Linked DNA regions of Hordeum vulgare: region 1 is linked to region 2. Evidence: chromatin contacts called from public Hi-C data. All regions are on one chromosome and are shown on one strand. The core of a region is the stretch at or near the end of the contact, and the rest is flanking DNA. Distances in the headings are between cores, read along the strand shown. Region 1 holds the start of LOC123429766 (scarecrow-like protein 32). Region 2 has its middle 49 kb from the start of TRNAL-CAA.

Region 1 (5,153 bases), core at 2,282-4,781, 59 kb after region 2:
TTAGATCACCTCATAGATTAGTTTAGATCAATTAGATCGAACTGTCTTAGATTGATTTATTTTCATTAGTCAAATAAGTTCACATTAGATTGATCATATCCGATGAAGAAAGACCAACAGATCCGTGCGGCGGCGACGCCGCCATCCTACCTCGACAGACAACACATCGCCGAGCCCTATATCAAGCCGTCCGAGAACTACGTCACGCCCGAGTCTTTCTCGAGCCAATCCCGCAAGCTTCATCGAGCTGGCCATAATCGCGTGGCTATTTTGCGACTCAACATCGTACGACTGTGCATGCACTATCTAGAGCACGCACGAGATCGCAGAGTCACTTAGGAAAAAAGACTATGTATTATAGTGAATGAAAATAAAATGTCCCGAGAAGCCTTGCAATTTGGAATGTACCACTTAATCTTTGTTCCGACATTCGACCGGTTGGTGTTTTGGATATGAAGCGGTATCGGCAGATCTACTGCAGAGTTCATGCCCCGCTATCAATATGGAAAAACATAACAATACCTTCCACACATGCCACCTAATTTTGGGGTGAAATAGGCAAGGAAATGGAAGATAAACACCACTCAGTTCAGATTCATTTTGGATGTATTATTATAAATATACTACACTACTACTTATAAAAGCACGAATTTGATGAATCCAAATGATCTGAGACATCCAACCATCTACATATAGCGCCTCATGTTGCTTCAATGATGTATTCGTAACGTCATCAATAACTTAGAAAAGTTTTAATTGCATTAATTGTAATTTGGAAACCACATTCATTGCATTGAAATGCACTAATATTGGAATCAACATTATTTATGGATAATCTATGAAATAATATTACTGTCAATTTGGACGTGTGTTGCACGGACACGATTACTGGTACTCCAAGTAAGACATATGGGCACATTTTTACAATAAAAGTTTGAGATCTTTAAAACCTTTAAATGTATATGGTGTGTGGCTCGCAGACTTGTCAAGCAAGGTCTACATTCATCCATCAAGGAAGTTATAAGTTTTGTTTTCCCTCACAAGAAAATTAAAACCCTAACCTCTGCATCGATCACTACTCACCAAGATATATTCTTTGTAATTTGGAAAAGTTAGAGGAAAACTTCATTTGATCCTTATCTTTGGTCGGCATTTGTACTTATCTTCAGTCTCCAAAATGAAATACTATCATGTTCTCTGTATAAAGATCGTTCTACATATTTTTCAAGAACACCACATTCTACATTTTCATGAGTGGGATCCACAAATGATCCAAGGTTCCCTTTGTTCATTCTTGTACGGTGTATTTGTGAGAGCTATCATTACAATGAGCGACTGATCAATTCTCTGCTGTGAATCAGCTACTAGTAAAAACTAATTTAACAGGATCATCTTTCATATAGTGAACATGCACAGAGAAACCAACCCTAAACCACATTATCCATGCAAGCAATGCGGGCATACACCTACACACTCACTTACCTTGTAACCGCAATGCAGCCCGCACGTCGCCTAGCTCACGACGGTGCCCACGCCGAGGCGAAAACAACGTTGTGCCCCTTCCATGTGAGCATGAGGTCGTCGTCCTCCCGCTTCATCCCCCACCCGGCCGCGTGCTCACTCAACATTGTCCTTATCTCCCCGGCCGTCTCCTCGCCGAACGCCACCGACCGGAACCCCGCGCCGCTCATCCTTTGCCCCCACCTCGCCCGGTCCTCCTGCCGCTCCACCCTGTCCACCCCTTCCTGCGCCAGCACGTTCTCCACCTTCCACCCGACCTCCGCCTCGTACCACCGCCGCTGCTGGCTCCCCTTGGGCAGGAAGGTGTCCACGGCGTCGTACGGGATCCACAGGAAGTTGAACGCCGCCCGGAGCCTCCCCACCACGTCCCCCGCCGTGAACTCGGCATCCTCTTCGGCCACCACCACCAGCGTTGGGTCGAGGGTTCGGATGGACTTGAGGAGCATGGTCCGGAGCGAGACCGACTGCGTCAGGCTCACGGACCCGGCCGTCTCGTCCGGCACGGTGTGCAGCAGCATGTGGCAGTTGACGACGAGCGCCTCGGTGCCGTCCGAGACCAGCTGCTGCACCCGGAGCTGGTCGACTAAGGAAGTGAAGGCGTCGGCCGGTGAGGTGGGTACCATCCGGAAGTCCATTGTCACGTTGCGGGATCGCGCGAAGTTGACCAGCTTAGCACCGAGCTCCTCGTAGGACATGTCGAGCGCCGGCGGTGGCCCGCTGCACCCGACATCGGCCACGGTGAGCCGGAGAATCGGGGGGCCCTCGACGCGGCTGGCGAGCATGTCGATGAGGGTCGGGATCTGCATGCAGTGCGTCGTGCTGAGGTCGACGACGTGAACGACGGCGAAGCCCTCCACGGCCTCCAGGATGGCGTGGTTGGCGGCCATGTAGCCGAACCGGTGCCAGGGCGTGAGGTCGACGAAGCTGGCGAGCTCGACGGCCGTGAAGCGGTGCACGTGGAGCGCGGCCGACTCGACCGCGGCGGCCACGGCCGCGGTCACCGCCTTGCACGCCCCCGTCCTTGAAGCGCGCGCGACGAGCGCGCAGAGGAACGCGGCGGTGAGCCGCTGGTTGGAGTCCCCGTCGGCGGGGGCGATGTTGTTGAGCACCCAGAGGATCTGCTGCGTGAGCGTGGCGTCGTTGGCCTCGATGGCGTTGGCGCAGTGCACCAGCAGCTGCTCCATGCAGCCGGCGCTGTTGAGGTTCCCCAGGGAGATCTTGGAGGAGGGCGGCAGCGTCGGGAAGCTCCCGGCAGCTGGCCACGGGCGTGCTCTCGGCGCGCCGACGTCAAGGAAGAGCCCTAGCCCTAGCCCGTGGTGTCCATTAGGGTAGAGAGGCGGTGCAGTCACTGCAGCATGGGTGAACTGCATCATGTAGGGGGGTCGCGAGGTGGGTGGAATGGAAGGCAACAAATTTGCGGCGGGGCGATGATTAGAAAAGAGCAAAGAGGCAGAGCTAGTACACGTCGAGCAGTTTGAGGAGCGGATTTGGTGCTTGTACAAGGCATATATAGAGGGCCGTGCACTCGCTCGCCCGAATCGGAGATACAGCCTGCAGCTACACGTGCTTTCCAATATATGCCAGTAGAACTTTGGGAATCAAAGGGGAAACCAAGGGAGAATGGAGAGAGTTTGGTTGATTCATCAAGTACGTACAGGGAATATTTCAGTGAAGGAGTAGACGGAACTGATTTGTATTTAGCTAGCTAGCTAGCTAGAAACCATCTGGAGCTGGAAGAAAGGGCAAGAAAAATTTAAATTCTGTGTTCCATGTACGTACCATGAAACAGGATCGAGATCTAACAGCACTATTTTATGCAACTGGCTAGAAGGAATCGATCGACAAGATGATAAACAAGCACATGTGCATGCGTGCTTAATATCGATCGACTAGCTAGCAGCTCTGCTTGTGTTTGAATTCACGAAGAGGAAAGTTGTACTGCCTGCCGCCATGTGTGAGTAGTAAGCTGGAGGAGAAATGGTGCGCGAGAGATCGAGAAGAAGGGGGCCTAGGGAAGGGGGAGGGGAAAAGAAGAAGGTTTACCGGTCACAACTCAAGGTCCATAATTGTAGACGGAATTTTGTTGGATTTTAGTGGATGGACAGCCTTATAATATAGGCTATTAGTCTATTACAATTATCAGGATAACACCATATTACAATTGCTTAACACTTTGGGAAGAACCAACAAGTAGTCTGGCCCACGTGTCGCCAACCCTAGGCGACACGGGGAAAACCGCACCGCCGGCCCTCGGCACCTCGCCCCGATCTCTCCCTCCCGCCGCCGCCCGAGTTCACGCTGGCGAAGCCCGGGCTATGAGCTGTGACGGCGGCGGCGGGGGGGGGGGGGGGGGGGGGGGGTCTTCTTCCCTCGCACGCGATGGCCTTCTCCCATGGCGGCAGCGACATGGACTTTGGTGACCCTATGGTGCGGTGTTGTGGGATCCCGACGACGGACATGGCGGCGGCGACAACGGCGACGTGGCTATTCCACGGGGGAGACGCCCCTGTGGCGGCGGTCAAATGTTGGAACTCGCCGGGCCTAGATGGGCTTTGGCAGGCCGATGGGTCTGGTATGCAGCAGCAGGCTGGCGTGGTGGTTCTGGCAAAGCTGGCTGCTCTAGCAACGTGGTGGTGCCGCGATCGGTCATGCGATGGCGACTGGATCCTGTTGGTCTAGTCTTCGGTAGAGAAGGCGGCGATCCGTGCACAAGAAGCTGGACGGAGTTCTTCGAACAGATCTAGGTAAGAAACTGCTCTTGGCTAGATGCCAAGGCTGGCGATGGCGACGCTCTACGGTGTCGTTCCCTTCTTGAAGGCATGGTCGTGGAGAAGTTCTAGACCACTATCTGCAACTTCTAGGGGGAACCCTAAATCGACAGATCAGAAGACGGCGGCGTGCTTGCGTCATTTCCCCCTTGGGGCGTCATTCTTGGAGGTGTATATGGGCTTGAGGGATCAGTGAATGACATCTTCGGTGGAGCGGCGATTCATCATACACATTCATGGCGACGGATCTTGATGGCATGGCGCCCTGGAGATTATACACCTGATGTGCGATGATGGACTCGCGCAAGAGGGTGACGTTGTCTCGCTTCATGCTAGCGTCGACGACAGCTAAGCCGGGCAAGGTAGATGCATCAGTACAGCTCGAAAGATGGATTGGTGGCAGGTGGCGGTGGCGGCCTCTGAATGTGCGCCGAACCGGTGGCTTGGTTGGGGCCTGAAGTCTTAGATGTTGGGTTTGGCTATGAGGTATGTTTGGCTCAGACTATCAGCATCCCTTCATCAACTGGATAGGAGCAGCGATTGATGTTGCCTAAACGGCAGCTTTAGTCTTACTGCTGTATTACTTTATAAGGTTTTTTATGTATTATTAATAAAGTGTCTGCATGCATCGTCTAGATACAGAGACCCGGTGGTCTTACTCCTTTTCAAAAAAAAAGTAGTACTCCCTCTGTTCACAAAATACAAACATATGTTTAAAAAAAAATCAGATGTATATAGACACGTTTTAGTATGTTTACTCATTTCAGTTTGTATGTAATTTATTTTAAAATATGTAAATACATCTTATATTTGTGAAGTTGAAGGGAAACCGAGGGAGAATGTAGTCTGTAAGTCACCTTCATG
Region 2 (5,334 bases), core at 266-2,765:
TGACTATAGGCTGGGCATTATTTGATGTTAGATGAACCAACTAGCGATCAAAATGGGACGGCCCAATTCCGTGAGAACGCATAAGTTATAGCGTCCGCTTTTTGGACCCTTGTAGAAGGTTCCTAACCGGTTTAGGGAACTTTTTAGAAGGATCTGAAACTAGTATTTATAGGGTTTTTTCTGTTTCTGTTTTTTTTCGTTTTTTTCGTTTTTTAAATTTATTAATTTATTTTGTTTTTTATTTTATTTCTTTTTCTTTTTTCGATTGTTTTTCTCCTTTTATTTTTCAGTTTTTATGCTATTAACACGAACATTTCTGAAAAGTAATGAATAAATATCCAAGCGGGAACATTAATTGAACTTATGTACACTTTTTTAAACGGAACATTTTTTGAACTCACGTACATGTTTTGAAAAGGAAAACATATTTTAGAAAATGAAGCACATTTTCTGAAATCCCCGAAAATTTTGAAATCATGAATATTTTCAGAATTGGTGAACAGAATTTGAACAAGTTTTCCATTTGTGAATTTTTTTTTAAAACAAAATAATTTTTGTAAAACAGGATTTCTCTTATACAAATGTGAAAACAATAACATTCTGACCCAACTTATTTTTTCTTTGAAGTAATTCTAATAATTATTTTTCTATTTTTTCAAAATTTAGAACATTTTTTCAAATGCCCGAATATTTTCAAATTTCCAGATTTTTTTTTCTAATTTAGGAACATTTCCATGAAAAATACGATATATTTTGATATAAAGTTCAGATTTTAATTTCGAAAATTCCAGAGCATTTTTTTGCATATTCCAGAATATTTTTTCAAAAATCTGGGACTTTTTTTCAATTCTAGCAGAATTTTGAAATGGAAAAACATTTTCTTAAATTGCGGAACACAATTTCTAATTCTGAATCATTTTTGAAATTTCCGGAACATTTTTTCAAATTCCGCAATTTTAGAATTGCCGAATTTTTTTTCAAATTCTAGAGCCTTTTCAAATTTCGGAACTTTTTTATATATTCCGGAACATTCTTTTAAATTCCGAAACTTTTTTTAAAATTCCGGAACATTATTTTAAATTCCGGAACTTTTTTTATATTCCGGATATGTTTTTCAAATTTCCGAATTATTTCATATTCCAGAATATTTTTTCAAATTTTCGAAGGTTTTTTCAAATTCTGGAATATTGTTTCAAATTCGAGAACATGTTTTTAATATCCAGAACATGTTTTGAACAGAAACAGAAAAAACAAAACGGTTCAGGAAATCTTCTAAAAAGTTCACAAAACCGGAAAAGCTGGCTCAAAATGTCCAGCTGGAAATAGATAATTCAGGAAAGGTTCCTAAAATCAGCTGGATGTTCCCAAAATAGATAAAGACCAGCTGGAAAGGTCCAGCTGGATGTTCCCAAAATAGATAAAGACCAGCTGGAAATCTCTGAAAGGTTCCTAAAATCGAAATCGATGCAACAGGTAAACGGGCTGGCCCAACTTAGCTCTTCGGCAAGCTTTGCGAAAGTTCGATAATTTTACACAATATGCCTCAAATAGGATATTCCCGATTTTAGGACAGAAGGAGTACCAATGATTCAGGAAAAATCCTATATACCATTCACTGCGTCCAATTGTCGAAGCTTCGCATAAGATGGCGTGAGCGGTGGTGGCAGTGGGCCGGCCTTTTTGAAGCGTTCCACAAATCGCGGTTTTGGAAACAATCGAGAAGATTCCATGAACCTCTTTTTCTTTTTTTGTTTTCTTTTTTCTTTACTATTTTCTATTTCTTTTTTTCTCATTATGTTATAAAAAATGTTCCCTTTTTCAAAAAATGTTCGTGAGTTGTAAATATATTTTGTAATTTTGAAAAATGTTCCAAAATATAAACAAATGTACAAGAATATCAAAACATATTTTATAATTTGAAAAAATGTTTCGGAATTTGAAAACATATTCCAGAATGTGAAAAATTGTCTCGAAATATGAAAAAATGTTTAGTAATTTGTAAAAATGTTCCGGCATTTTAATTGTTTTACAGAATATGAATTTTTGTCCCAGAATATCTAAAAATGTTCCGTAATTTGAAAAATTTCCGGAATATGAAAAAATGTTCCGGATTTTTTATATAAAATATTTCAGATTTCCAAAAAAATGTTTCAGAATTTGAAATAAATGTTTCGTAATTTGAAAGAATGTTCATGAATATAAAAAAAGTTCCAGAATTAAAAAAAAAGTTCCGGAATTTGAAAAAATGTTCAAGATTTTTCATGAACGAGATAAGTTCCTAAATGTTGTTGGATTTTCAAAATATGTTCTTGATATCCAAAAAATAATTGAGATTTTAAAATAGTTCTTTAATATCGTGAATTGTTTGTATTTTTCCGAAAATGTTCTGGATTTTTAAAAAATGTACTGGGTTACCAAAAAATGTTCTTCGAATTCGAAATAATGTTTCAGATTTTTTTCAAAAAAATATTTTGGATTTTCGAAAATTGTTATTCAAATTCGAAAAATGTTTTTGCTTTTCAAAAAATGTTCTAGATTTAAAAAATGTTATGGAGTTTCAGAAAATTATCTGGATTTTCTAATATGTTTTTTAAAAAATGCTCTTGTTTTTCAAAATTTGTTCTCGAAATTCAAAAACAATTCATATGTTCAAAAATTGTTCACGTTTATGAATTTGTTCAGGATTTTCCAACACTGTTCTCATTTTCAAAATTTGTTCTCGATATTTAAAAAAAATTGCGTTTAAAAACTTGTTCAGACTTCCAAATTTGTTCTCCTGTTCAATTTTTTTCTTCCGAAATTTCAAAAAATGTTTGTGCTTTGAAATTTGTTCACGGTTCCAAATTTGTTCCAGTTTTTCAAAATTGTTGTTAGTTTAAAATTTTGTTCTCAAGAATCAAAAAATGTTTGTCTTTTAAAAACTTGTTCGCGTTTTTAAATATGTTCCCTATTTTTAAAATAGTTCATGTTTTCAAAAAATAATTTAAGAAATTCAACGTTTTTATGTTTCGATAAAAAATAAAAAAATGAAAACAAAAAGAAAAACGACCCAAAAAAGAAAAGAAATAAGAAGAAAAGGAAAAAAGAAAGCTACACGCATTGTGTACCTACTTGGCCGGCCTAGTCAGCCTTCCAAAGGGGGAAGGGTCTTTACTTTCCCCCTCAGGGTAGGCAAATAATGATCGGGATAGCGGACGTAAAGCTATTGAACTTAGGTATGCTCTTTTTCCTTTTGTCGAAGTGGAATCGTAGAACAGAATGCGATACGATGAGATAGAATGCAATAGAAATAGAAACAAGGATAGCGAATGGGTTACCTACTCCTAAGGGTCAAAGCAAGCCCTTTAATTCAATTCTATATTCTTACATTAAAATTCTTACATTAAAGAATGAATAAAATCTCCTCAAGTAGAATTCGAACCTACGACAGCCGACCGCTCTACCACTGAGCTACTCAGGAACAAGGGGGGATTCAACCTCCTAGAGTTCAACTCCCGCTCTCAACCCATGAACAATATGAGTCTGCAGCTTCTTTCGTAACTTCCATAATTTCTTCGTAGTGGCTCCGTTCTATGCATCATTTGATAGGGAAGCCCAAAGTGGCTCTATTTTATTCTATTTCACTTCCTAGCACTTCCTATCATTTACTATCCATCCCTTTGGTCTTATTGACATAAGAGATGTCATTTATAGTCTACCTCTTTCTATATATGGAAAGTCAAGAAATTCTCATCGAAACATCGAGAAATTGTGCATATAGAAAACTCTAAAGAAAGGCAAAAAAAGGAGAACCATGCCATGATTTTCAAATCTTTTCTATTTAGTAGTCTAAGTTTCTCGATGAGGATAATTCATTAGGTCGTTGTGGTCAGACTCTATTATGGATTTCTGACTACATTCTCCATAGGTCCCTCTTAGATCTTCTTTCTCCAATCTTGGATTAGGGAAGAAGGAGATATTTGCGACTACTCGCGGTTTCATTATGGGGAACATGGATTTTGGCTATGCAACGGAGTTGGGTCCTCATATCGATCTGAATGATTCAGTCTTTCTACAGAGATCAATCTTTGCCTAAATAAAAATGAAGTAGTTAATGGGAGGGCTACCGTTATCCTTTTTCTTGTATGTGTTAATAACAAGTTCTAAATTCTGTCTCGGTAGGACATGGATTTCTATTACCATGAAATTCATAAATGAAAATGAAGTAGTTAATGGGAGGGCTACCGTTATCCTTTTTCTTGTATGTGTTAATAACAAGTTCTAAATTCTGTGTCGGTAGGACATGGATTTCTATTACCATGAAATTCATAAATGAAAATGAAGTAGTTAATGGGAGGGCTACCGTTATCCTTTTTCTTGTATGTGTTCCTAAGAGAAGTAATTTGTCCTCATGTTTCGAGGTCTCAAGAAAAGGGCGTGGAAACAGATAGAAACTCTTGAATGGAAATTGAAAAGAAATGTAGCCCCAGTTCCTTCGGAAATGGTAAGATATTTGGCGCAAGAAGAAGGGGCGACCCATATCATCTTGACTTGGTTCTGCTTCCCCTCTTTTTTTATTTTAAGAATACCAAGTCAGGTTCTTCTCCTACCAGTATCGAATAGAACATGTTGAACCAGATCTTCTTCATGGAAACTTGCTCGATTTAGATCGGGAAAATCGTACAGATTTTATGAAACCATGTGCGATGGCTCGAATCCATAGTCAATCCTAATTTTGATAGGACCGGTTGACAATTGAATCCAATTTTTTCCATTATTTGACTATCCATAATAGTGCGTAAAGAAAGCCCGAAGGAAGAGTGGCCTTGAGTTTCTCGCCCCTTTGCCTTAGGATTCGTTAATTCTCTTTCTCGATGGGACGTGGAAGGGATATAACTCAGCGGTAGAGTGTTACCTTGACGTGGTGGAAGTCATCAGTTCGAGCCTGATTATCCCTAAACCCAATGTAAGTTTTTTTCTATTTTGACTTACTCCCCCGCCACGAGCGAACGAGAATGGATAAGAGGCTTGTGGGATTGACGTGATAGGGTAGGGTTGGCTATACTGCTGGTGGCGAACTCGAGGCTAATAATCTGAAGCGCATGGATACAAGTTATCCATGGAAGGAAAGACAATTCCGAATCTGCTTTGTCTATGAATAAGGAAGCTATAAGTAATGCAACTATGAATCTCATGGAGAGTTTGATCCTCGCTCAGGATGAACGCTGGCGGCATGATTAACACATGTAAGTTGAATGGGAAGTGGTGTTTCCAATGGCGAACGGGTAAGTAACGCGTAAGAACCTGCCCTTGGGAGGGGAACAACAACTGGAATCAGTTGCTAATACCCCATAG

What was found. A called contact is a pair of places that touch in the nucleus more often than the background predicts.
Region 1: a Hi-C map of leaf shows a contact between it and region 2, with 1.9 times the contacts expected there. The contact joins the promoter of LOC123429766 here to the enhancer-like site in region 2. A contact is called at or near these places in 2 of 6 Hi-C or Micro-C datasets (leaf and seedling).

What each region holds. Positions count from the first base shown.
Region 1 is chr2H:123,375,846-123,380,998 of MorexV3_pseudomolecules_assembly, forward strand. It overlaps LOC123429766 (scarecrow-like protein 32), which reads right to left and starts at 3,532. Exons shown (of 1, transcript XM_045113766.1): 1 at 1,203-3,532. The coding sequence starts at 2,894. The coding sequence ends at 1,518.
Region 2 is chr2H:123,318,801-123,324,134 of MorexV3_pseudomolecules_assembly, forward strand. No RefSeq gene overlaps it. Among protein-coding and RNA genes, the nearest start is that of TRNAL-CAA, 49 kb to the right of the region's middle. Within about 2 kb of position 1,516, at least 1 of the 3 cell types and tissues checked has open chromatin away from gene starts, as enhancers often do. A contact at or near this core is called in leaf, where this site is marked.